Regions from separate parts of the Sus scrofa genome. Here all the other regions are linked to region 1. The links are chromatin contacts, called in public Hi-C maps. All regions are on one chromosome and are shown on one strand. The core of a region is the stretch at or near the end of the contact, and the rest is flanking DNA. Distances in the headings are between cores, read along the strand shown. Region 1 holds the start of UVSSA (UV-stimulated scaffold protein A). Region 2 holds the start of CTBP1 (C-terminal-binding protein 1). Region 3 holds the start of SPON2 (spondin-2).

Region 1 (3,059 bases), core at 458-2,957:
GAGCTGCAGCTGCCAGCCTACACCACAGCCATAGCCACGCCAGATCCGAGCTGCGTCTGTGGCCTACACCACAGTTCATGGCAATGCCAGATCCTTAACCCACGGAGGGAGGCCAGGGGTCGAACCCACAACCTCATGGTTCCTAGTTGGATTCGTTAACCACGGAACCATGACAGGAACTCCTCTCCTCTTTCTTAGCCGCTCATGGAGATGTACTGTCACAGAGCCACCCTTTCAACGTGTACAACGCCAGGTTTAGTATGGTGATGAGATGGGCAACCACTTCTAATTCCAGATCACGGGAGCTCCCTGGTGGTCCAGCAGGTGAAGACTCAGCATTGTCACTGCTGTGGTGCAGGTTCCATCCCCGGCCTGGGAATTTAAGCATGCCTGGGGAGTGGCCAAAAAAGTCTAGATCATGTAAACCTGCTACAATGGAAAAAATAAAAACCATTAAAAAAAAGTCTAGATCATGTTTGTCACCCCAAAAAAGAACCTCTGCGGCCATCAGCAGCTGCTTCCCTTCACCCCGACAGCAGCCCACACGGGTGACAAGTCTGCTTTGGACTTGCCTTTTGCAAGCATTGCCGTCTAAATGGCCTCACCCTCCATCTGGCCTTTGTGACGGCCTCCTTTCACCTAGTGTCCTGTTTTGAAGGCGAACCCCTGTTGAAGCGCACCAGTGCTGCAGCCGGTTTTGGCTGAAGGCAGGCCCACTCTGCCCCGTCACCTGAGGGGCACGGGGCTGTCTCCACCGCTGCACGAAGGCCTGTGCCATGGCCGCGACGTCCACCTTCCGGGAGGTGCCCGTCTTCAGTGCCTTCGCTCCACTCTGCCCCTCCCCGGCCCTGAAAACCCCCAACTCGCTCGCTCCCTGGCGCCCGTCTGTGCTGGTGCCGTGGGCACTGAGAGCCAAGCGGGCCTGCCAAGGGAAGGCAGAAACAAGAGCGGGGGCGCGGCCGGTGTGGAGGCCCTGGGCTGCGGCGCAGAGCCCAACAGAGGGCCGGGCGCCCGGGGCTGGGAGGCGGGAAGCGGCGGGCGGGAGAACACCTGGTGCACATGTCCCGGCGGCTGGCCCACGGCGGTCCACTGGCTCGGGGGCATCACCTGGCACTTGGGGTCCCCGGCTGCGTGAGGAGCAAATGCCCAAGCCGAGGAGCCCCCGCCTCCGTTTCGTGGGACCACCGGGCGGGCGGGAAACAGGCCTGGAAGGGTGCCCCGGACACCGCTCCCTGCGCGGCCCTCGGACCTGGGAAACACAGCCGCGCAGCCGACGCTCTTTGCCGACAGCAGGGTCGCAACCCTCGGCGGAGGGCTGGGGGCACCCGCCTCCACCCTGTCCCCATTCGGGCCCTCCGAGCGGTGCCCGTCCGGACGCCCTGTCGCGGGGGCTGACCCGAGCACCGCCACCCTTCCAGCGGTCGCGCGGAGGAGGCCGCGTTCGCACCCCTCAGGCCCGCCCCACCCTTGGCCCGCGCACGCGGCCCCTTTAAGGACTTGCTGCGCCCGCCCGCCTCCTTTTTCTCGCGCGTCGCTCTCCCCAGCGGCCCCGCCCCCGCCGGGAGCGCGCCTGCGTCACCGCGCAGACTTCGGCCGCGACCCGGCATCCGCGCCTCCCGGGTCAGGGCCCGCCGTCGCTCGGGGTCATGTGACAGGCGTGGGCGGGGCCCCCACCGGAAGGGGCGGGCTAGCGTGACAGCGGCGGCGGCGTCGCCCGGTCGATGCGGTCCTGGCCGCGCCGACCTTCGCCCTCGCGCCGCCGGGGCCGGAGCGAGCCAACCACTGCAGCGATCGGGGGCACGTGACGGGGGCGGGCCCTTCGCCGGAAGGGCGGGGCGAGGCGAGCGGCCTGGTCGCGCGGTAGGTGCCGAGGTCGCCGCGCCGCTGGGGGGGGAAGGGGCAGGGGGAAGGGGCGGCGGGGCGGGGTCCGAGGGCGCGCCTTCTCGCGGGACGCCCCTCCTGCACCCCTCCCCGGACGCTGCTCCCGGCCCCGCCTCCCCGCCGCCGGGGCTCCCCACGCACCCGCAGGTCGGCCCGACGGGTCCTTGGGCCGCGCGGTGCTGGGGGTGTGCTCGAGAGAGGGACCCTGGCCTCGGCCGCCGCGGGTGTATTGAGCCCATGTCGTGACCCTACACGTTACCGTTGGCGAGCGCGCCGGGGGAGGCTGGGCACACCTGCCCCGTCCGTCCCTCCTTCCGCCCAATGAAGCTGAGCCCTACGGCCCCCCAGGCGTCCTGGCCACCCGTGCCCCCGTGGGCGTTGAGCGACCCGGCCCCTTCCTGCCTGCGCACCTGCTGCGCGGGCGCCTTGGCCTCCTGGACACCGGTCTCTGGGCGGCGCCCCGCGCGGTGGTCAAGTCGCAGCCACTGGCTTTGCTCTCTGGAGGCTGCCTGTGGCCTGCGGGTGAATAGCAGAGTTGGCAGGGAAGAGGCGCCGCGGCAGTCGTGTGGAAAACTGATTTAAACGTAACGCAGACAGTTCCGTTCCTTCCCTTAACTCGGGATGGGTGGGACAGAGCCTTGACTGCAGCCTCTGCCCCGCTCAGCGTGAGAGTTATTGTCCTTTTCTTAATTACTCCCCCAGAGTCCTTGGCCCGGCCTGGCATCTCGCCTTGAATTGTGGTATTTCACAGAAACACAGCAACCCCTGTGAGATGGTCCAGGAGGTTCATCTGGCAGAGGCCAGGCCGTGAGGACCCAGCCTTGCACCCATGTCCCAGTGCCCAGCATGCAGTAGAGCCCAGCACACAGTCGTTAATAAAGTCAAGAGCCCTGAAGTACCGCGTGCCCCTACAGGTAGTTGCTTAGCACCTCTGTGCTCCGCATTTCTACACATGGAGCAGCAGCTCTCAAAGTTGGTGGAAGAGCTCACGATGTCGGGAGAACCCCAGCTGAGTCCTGGGAAGATGAAGGAGCTGAAGAAGATTTGCAAGTACGTCTGAGGTTCAGCCTTTCACGGTGACGGGCTGGCTCCACAAGTCCTGACAGCCCTGGGAGGTTGTCCAGCTCCCCCTGGGGTCAGCCCTCCCCTGCCTGTCCCCAGGATGCCCATCTGCTGGG
Region 2 (3,054 bases), core at 286-2,785, 77 kb before region 1:
GGCAGGACAGGTGGGCACGACGCGGCGGAAGTGGCCGGATAGGGATGTAGACAGCGGCCAGCAAACCAACACCACCCCGGGGGGGCCCCCCACCCGGCCTTCCCCGGCCAGCCCCAGGCTCAGGGCCCCAGTGCTGCCGGGGGCACGGATGGTGCCTGCTCCTGTCACTTCTCAAAACAAGAGCGGCATAAGGTGCCTGGGGACAAACAGAAGCGGGTCACACCACTCTAGGTACTCAGGTGGAAACAGACAGGCTCAGAGAAGGAGGCGGGCGCCCTGCTGCCACCTCCGCCTGGTGAGCGGGAAGGGCGCCGCCTCGGCAGACGCAGCACTTCGGACGTTTCATAAGCCGGTGGGGATCGAAAGGGCGAGCAAAGCGTGAGGGAAGACACCGCGCCGCGGATTCGCGGAGGGCCGCTTCGGCTCCGCAGTCCGGCCACGAGCGACGCCGGGTCCCCGATCGGCGCGCCAGACCGCTCCGCAGGGCCCCACCAGCAAGGGCTGCGCCAGCCTGGCGGGGCCTGCACCCTGGGTGCGGGGGTCCCAGGGCCCCCGCGCCCCTTTGTGTCACCTGCGCAGGCGGGTCGGGCGGCGGCGCACGCGCACTCGCACGCAGCAGCACGCGCACGCGCGCGGCGCTCCCGGGCCCCGCCCCCGGCCGGAGGCGCGCCGGCGCCGGCGCGCACGCGCACTCGCACACAAAGCCGGGCCCGCGCCCGCCCCGCCCGCCCCCGCGGCCCCGCCCCGCCCCGCCCCCGCGGCCGGAAATGCGCGCGCGCGGCCTTACCGAGCGGCAGGCCCTTGTTGAGCAAGTGCGAGCTGCCCATTGAAAGGCGCGGGCGGCCGCGGGCTCCGACGAGTCCGGCGCGCTCCGCCGCGAGCCCGGCGCGTGGGGCGGCCTGGGCGCCGTCCGCTGCTCCACCCGCTCGCCTGCGCCGGGCGCCGCCGTGCCGAGCCGCCGCGCCGCGCCAGCAGCCGCTCCACCGGGCGGGGACAGGGCGCGCGCGCGGGCGGGGCTTCCGGCGCGGCGGCCTCCTGTTTCCAGGCGCGGGCGCCGCGCAGGACCACGCGGACGGCTGCAGGCCGCGCCCGCCCGCCCCGCCCGCCGCGCCCGCCGCGCCCGGCCTGCGGGCTCCCCCGCCCCCGCCGGCCGCGCCGCCCCGCACCCGCACATGCACCTGCCCAGCACATGCAGACTCACTTGCTGAGAAGCCCCAAGGCCCCGCCTGCCCGCACACGCACCTGCCCCGAACCCTCCAGATCCCACCTGCCCCCACGTTCACCAGCCCTGAACCTGCCAGGCCCCACCTGCTTGTAATCCACTGGGCCTTGACTGATGGGCTGAACTTGCTGTCATCCGCACCCTCGGGGCCGCACCGGTCTCGCACCTTCCTGCTGGCGGCTGGGCGAGCGAATGCGCTTCTGGGTACCGGTGGTTTGAATGTCCTTTGGACTCCTGGCGGCTGCAAGGTCGTGGGAGGCAGCGGCACAAACGCGGGAGGGTTTCTCTGGGAAACCCTGGCCTTGTGCTTGGGTTCCAGGGACCGAGGAGGGCGTGTCTGGGCGGAGCAGCCTGGACAGGAGTCCCCAGGACAGCTGCTCGAAGCCAAGGGCAGGGACTTGCCTAGGTCTGGGGTGGGGGTGGGGTCCCTGGGAAGCAGCCAGATGTGGCTGAAGCAGGTGTCAGGGTGAGCACCGCCTCAGCCCCAGAGAGAGCACCTGGGCTTAGTTCCAGAGTCCAGAGGGGACCTGCCACCCAAGGGTCATGGGGGCTTTCAGGGTGGGAGCTAACCAGGTCTCCCGGGTGAGGTTACGGGGGCAGGGCCCAGGAGACTCTGGAGACCTTTCTCCCCAGACCCACACTGTCCTGGGAGTTGCGTTGCTACGAGGTGGCCATGAGGATGGGCGGTATAACTCTCTTCCCAGGTAAAAAGATTTTTTTTTTTTTTTTAGGGCCACACCCAAAGCACATGGCAGTTCCCAGGCTACGAGTCAAATCAGAGCTGCAGCTGCCAGCCTGCACCACAGCCACAGCAACGCAAGATCCTAGCGGCATCTGTGACCTACACCGCAGCTTGATCGGAAGCCAGATCCTTAATCCACGGAGCGAGGCCAGGGATCAAACCTGCATCTTCATGGCTGTTAGTCGGGTTCTTAACCTACTGAGCCACAACGGGAACTCCAAAAATCACTTCCTTAAAAGGCAACAGCCGTGACCAGCACTCAAGTGTTGGTACAGTTGATGAAACATGATGGGCCATCCTGAAACCAACCCTGTTGTCTATACATCTTTAAAGTCCATAAATCAGAGAAGTGTGAGTGGACGCAAGAAAGCGTGACGAGAACTGGGTGTCTGTCTGTAAAACAGATGCTTGTAACCTCTCTGAAGATATGTTATGCCTCTATGAAAACACCTCCTAAACTGGATTAACTAGGACATGTGGGGAAATGAGAAAATAGGATGTGGTTGATCATTCAGCAAATCTCTTCGAGAACTTTCCTAATCGCAGACACCAAACGCGTCTTGGAGGGAAGATCAGAATTCCAGACCTGGCGCCTGTCTTGTGCACACACCCCGCCCGTTGTCTCACTCCGCGTGGTCCAGGGCAGGATCCCGGATGTGGTCTGGCCCGCCTCCGCCAGCTCTTCCTGTCCTGTCTTGGCACCTCCCGGCCTGAGACCCAAGGTGTCCCTTGATACCTGTTCTGGTACCATCCCGGGCCCTTGGCCTTCTTAACCCATAGAAATTGGAAAGTGGCCGACAGGTGAACTCCGGCAAGGCTTTCCTGGCGCCCCGGTTGCAGCACGGGCCGGGGTGGGCAGCAGACCACAGTTCCCTTGCTTGTTCGCCCACGGGGCCAGGGGGCGGGGGGGGGGGCGGGCTGACTCCTTACATGGGGTGTGGGTAGGGGTGGGTGCAGGGTTCAGGCCAGAGGGGCGGTTTAAGTGGCCTGCCCACGTCTTGGGTGGCACTGTGTGCGCAGGAGGCCCGCACGGTGCTCTGCTCTCCATCTCCTCTCGTCAGAAGTGGCGATGGGGCTTTTAGTCTTTTTG
Region 3 (2,752 bases), core at 119-2,618, 120 kb before region 1:
CCGGCCGCCTCCATCTCCCTCATCAGGGCCCAGGCCTCGCCCCGCTCCACGAAGTCCCTCAGCCCATTGCTGACATACTGGTCCTTCCTCCACAGGCTGTAGTCAGAGCTGTGCGCTGCCCCTGGGGACGCGGCTGCGTGAGCCGGAGCCGCCGCCCAGGCCGGGACGCTGACCCTCCTCCACTGGGCCCGAGCACGGCCACCTGTCACGCACGCGGGTGGACGCCTTGCGGGGGGCCTCACCCTGCCCGGTGCCTTGGCCGCGTGACCAGCGTCCAGTGGGCCCTTCCCCTGACCCTGGCCGTGCTGCCCCGCCACATCCCCAAGCCCAGGACACTGCTGCCGGCACACAGTAGGCGCTTAGCAGGCGCTTCTCGCATCGAGGTGCATTGGGTGAGCGTGCCCTCAAAACTGTGACGTGCAGGGCGCCCGTCGGGTGACAGGCCCTCCTGCAGGACATGTGGAGGTGGGGCGGCACTCACCCAGGAGGGCAGACCACTGCGCGGGCGGGCGGAACAGCGGGTACTGCTTGGGGAAGGCCGCCTGGCTCCACTTGCCCGTGAAGGTGATGCCATACTTGGCCAGGGGCTGGGCCGTGCACACGGACTCTCCTCCCAGCGGCTGCCCGGCAGCGGTGCCAAGAGAGGCCAGGAGGAGGGCCCAGAGGGCGCGGGCCCGGGGGGCGACCGCACTCACGGTTCCCATCACCTGCGGGGAGAAGGAGGGCCCTCGCTGCGCCGCGGTCCTGACACACGGGGGTGCCGGGCACACCCCCGTGCTCCCGTCTGGGCTCCTGACCCCGAGGCTGGAAAGCCGGTGTTGGCAGGTCACGCCTGGCACGGCAGCTCAGAGCGGCTCGGCGCCCGGCGGCTTTCCCCGGCCACACGCCTCTGCATCTGGCGTCTGAGAGAGCCTGGGGACTGCTGCGCCCTGACGCGGTGGCACACGCAGGCCCCTCCTGGGGTGCTGCGGGTTTCTGAGCTGGGGGACAGAGCTGGGAGGGCGGCACACGCACATGCAGTACTCACCCAGCAGGACCGACGGGAGGGGCTGGCAGCCGGGCTGTGGGCGGCCAAAGGTCCCCGCAGGCGCCCAGAGCTCCAATTTATGCCGCGGTCAGCGCCCGGGCGGCCAATGAGGCCCCAGGGCCTCCACCGCGGAGAGCGCTGGATGGGACGCGGGGAGAGGGAGAGGAAGGGGCTGGGTGCCGGAGCGCCTGGCCGCCCGCCGGCCTCTGACGCCGAACAGATGCCGCTCGGGCTGAGGTCACTCCTCCCCTGGGCGGGGGCCACTCGCCGCACCCCTTCCTTTGTCTTCCCCTGGCCCTCCCCTCCCCCCAGTCCCCTCCTTCCCATCAGGCCCTTCCTAGTGTCTCCCTAGAGGTGGTGCCAAAGCCAGCAGGGAGAGCCGGGCTGCGCAGCCAGTGCGTGCCGCCCTCAGGACGGGGTGGGACGAGGGGGCCCCTTGGCAGATGCGGTCCCAGCTGGGGGGCAGCAGGGGAGGTGTCCGGCCCTGGGCTTTGGGTTCAGCAAGCCCTGCTGCCTCCTTCCGGTTCACAGGGCGGTGCGGAGTGGCCGTGCTGGCCAAGCTGCTGGCCACTGTCCCTCCGAGGGGCATCAGAACCCCGCAGCTGCCCGCCCCCTCCCCAGGCCCCCGGCGTCCTCCTTGGGGGAGAGCCCCAGGGACTCAGGGAGGCAGCAGGGGCCGTGGCAGAGTCTGGAAAATGCTCCCAGACCCTGGTCACGGGGTCAGGAGCTGGGAAGCCAAGGCGGTGAGTGGTCTCACTCGCGGGAGCCTCCCAGGGAGCTTTAAAGCTTGGAAGAAAGCGCTCTGAATTCTGAAGCCATGGTAATGGTTTACATGTTCCCCCAAAGAGAGAAAAGAAACAGAATCAACAAGAATAGAATGCAAACAAAAGCAAACGATCGAACCGTGTTTCAAGGAAATGACATGCCTGTGGGAAAGGGGCTGCAAACCCGGGCCTCAGGCCGCAGGCAGAGTCCGCCTTGGTGGTTCCCCAGCCTGGTGGGACCCCTTACGCTCCGAAAAATCACAGACCCCAGGAGCGCCTGTGTCGGGGGGTGACATCAGCCGACCTCGCCCTGTTGGGGACCCTCATGGAAACACTCAGGACACTTTTACTGACTCACTTTAGAGTGAAAATAAACTGATTACGCAGCAGCATAAACAGAAGAGATTTACAGAAACAACCATCTTTTTCAAAAAGAGCCTCTGCGAGGAAGCGGCTCGGGTGGCTGTCTGTCTGTCTGTCTGTCTGCCTGGGGGACCCGGCCGGAGGCGCTGGTGGGCGTCCCGCAGAAAGGCCCGCCTTGGGCCGACGCGACACGAGGGACGCTGGCTGGACGCCAGGGTGTGCCTCGGGGCTCCTGGGGAGTCCCTACACCCTGGAGAGGGCACGAGTGGAAAGGGCCGAGTGTCTGCTCACGACCTGTCCTTGGAGAGACGTGGGAGGTGGGCCTGGACCCCACCCCCACCCCCTGCTGGCTCAGGCGCAGCCTCAACAGTGGGGGCCTTGGGGCTGGCCCCATGTTACAGGAGGCTCCCCTCCACCACCCCGGGGCTCCACCTCCGTGTGCTGCTGGTGGAGACTGAAGGCTGGGACCCGGGCGGGGCCGGGAGGAGGGTGGCCAGGGGCACGTCCTTTGGTGGCGGTATGTCTGCCAAGAGCATGCCTGAGAGGACACTCAGGACACATGGGGCGTGGTGAGGGGCCAGTGTTTGGCTCTGCTCAG

Evidence for each region. A called contact is a pair of places that touch in the nucleus more often than the background predicts.
Region 2: a Hi-C map of skeletal muscle shows a contact between it and region 1, with 10 times the contacts expected there. The contact joins the promoter of CTBP1 here to the promoter of UVSSA in region 1. A contact is called at or near these places in 3 of 5 promoter capture datasets (fetal liver, fetal skeletal muscle and liver), 19 of 47 Hi-C or Micro-C datasets (blood, embryonic fibroblasts, fetal heart ventricle and 10 more) and 2 of 2 datasets of contacts at active chromatin or transcription factors (alveolar macrophages and skeletal muscle).
Region 3: a Hi-C map of skeletal muscle shows a contact between it and region 1, with 4 times the contacts expected there. The contact joins the promoter of SPON2 here to the promoter of UVSSA in region 1. A contact is called at or near these places in 16 of 47 Hi-C or Micro-C datasets (alveolar macrophages, blood, embryonic fibroblasts and 8 more).

What each region holds. Positions count from the first base shown.
Region 1 is chr8:571,594-574,652 of Sscrofa11.1, forward strand. It overlaps UVSSA (UV-stimulated scaffold protein A), which reads left to right and starts at 1,708. Exons shown (of 14, transcript XM_021100878.1): 1 at 1,708-1,860; 2 at 2,796-2,931. The coding sequence starts at 2,834.
Region 2 is chr8:494,975-498,028 of Sscrofa11.1, forward strand. It overlaps CTBP1 (C-terminal-binding protein 1), which reads right to left and starts at 1,536. Exons shown (of 10, transcript XM_021100867.1): 1 at 1,309-1,536.
Region 3 is chr8:449,461-452,212 of Sscrofa11.1, forward strand. It overlaps SPON2 (spondin-2), which reads right to left and starts at 1,369. Exons shown (of 6, transcript XM_021100861.1): 1 at 1,028-1,369; 2 at 482-707; 3 at 1-121. The coding sequence starts at 1,354.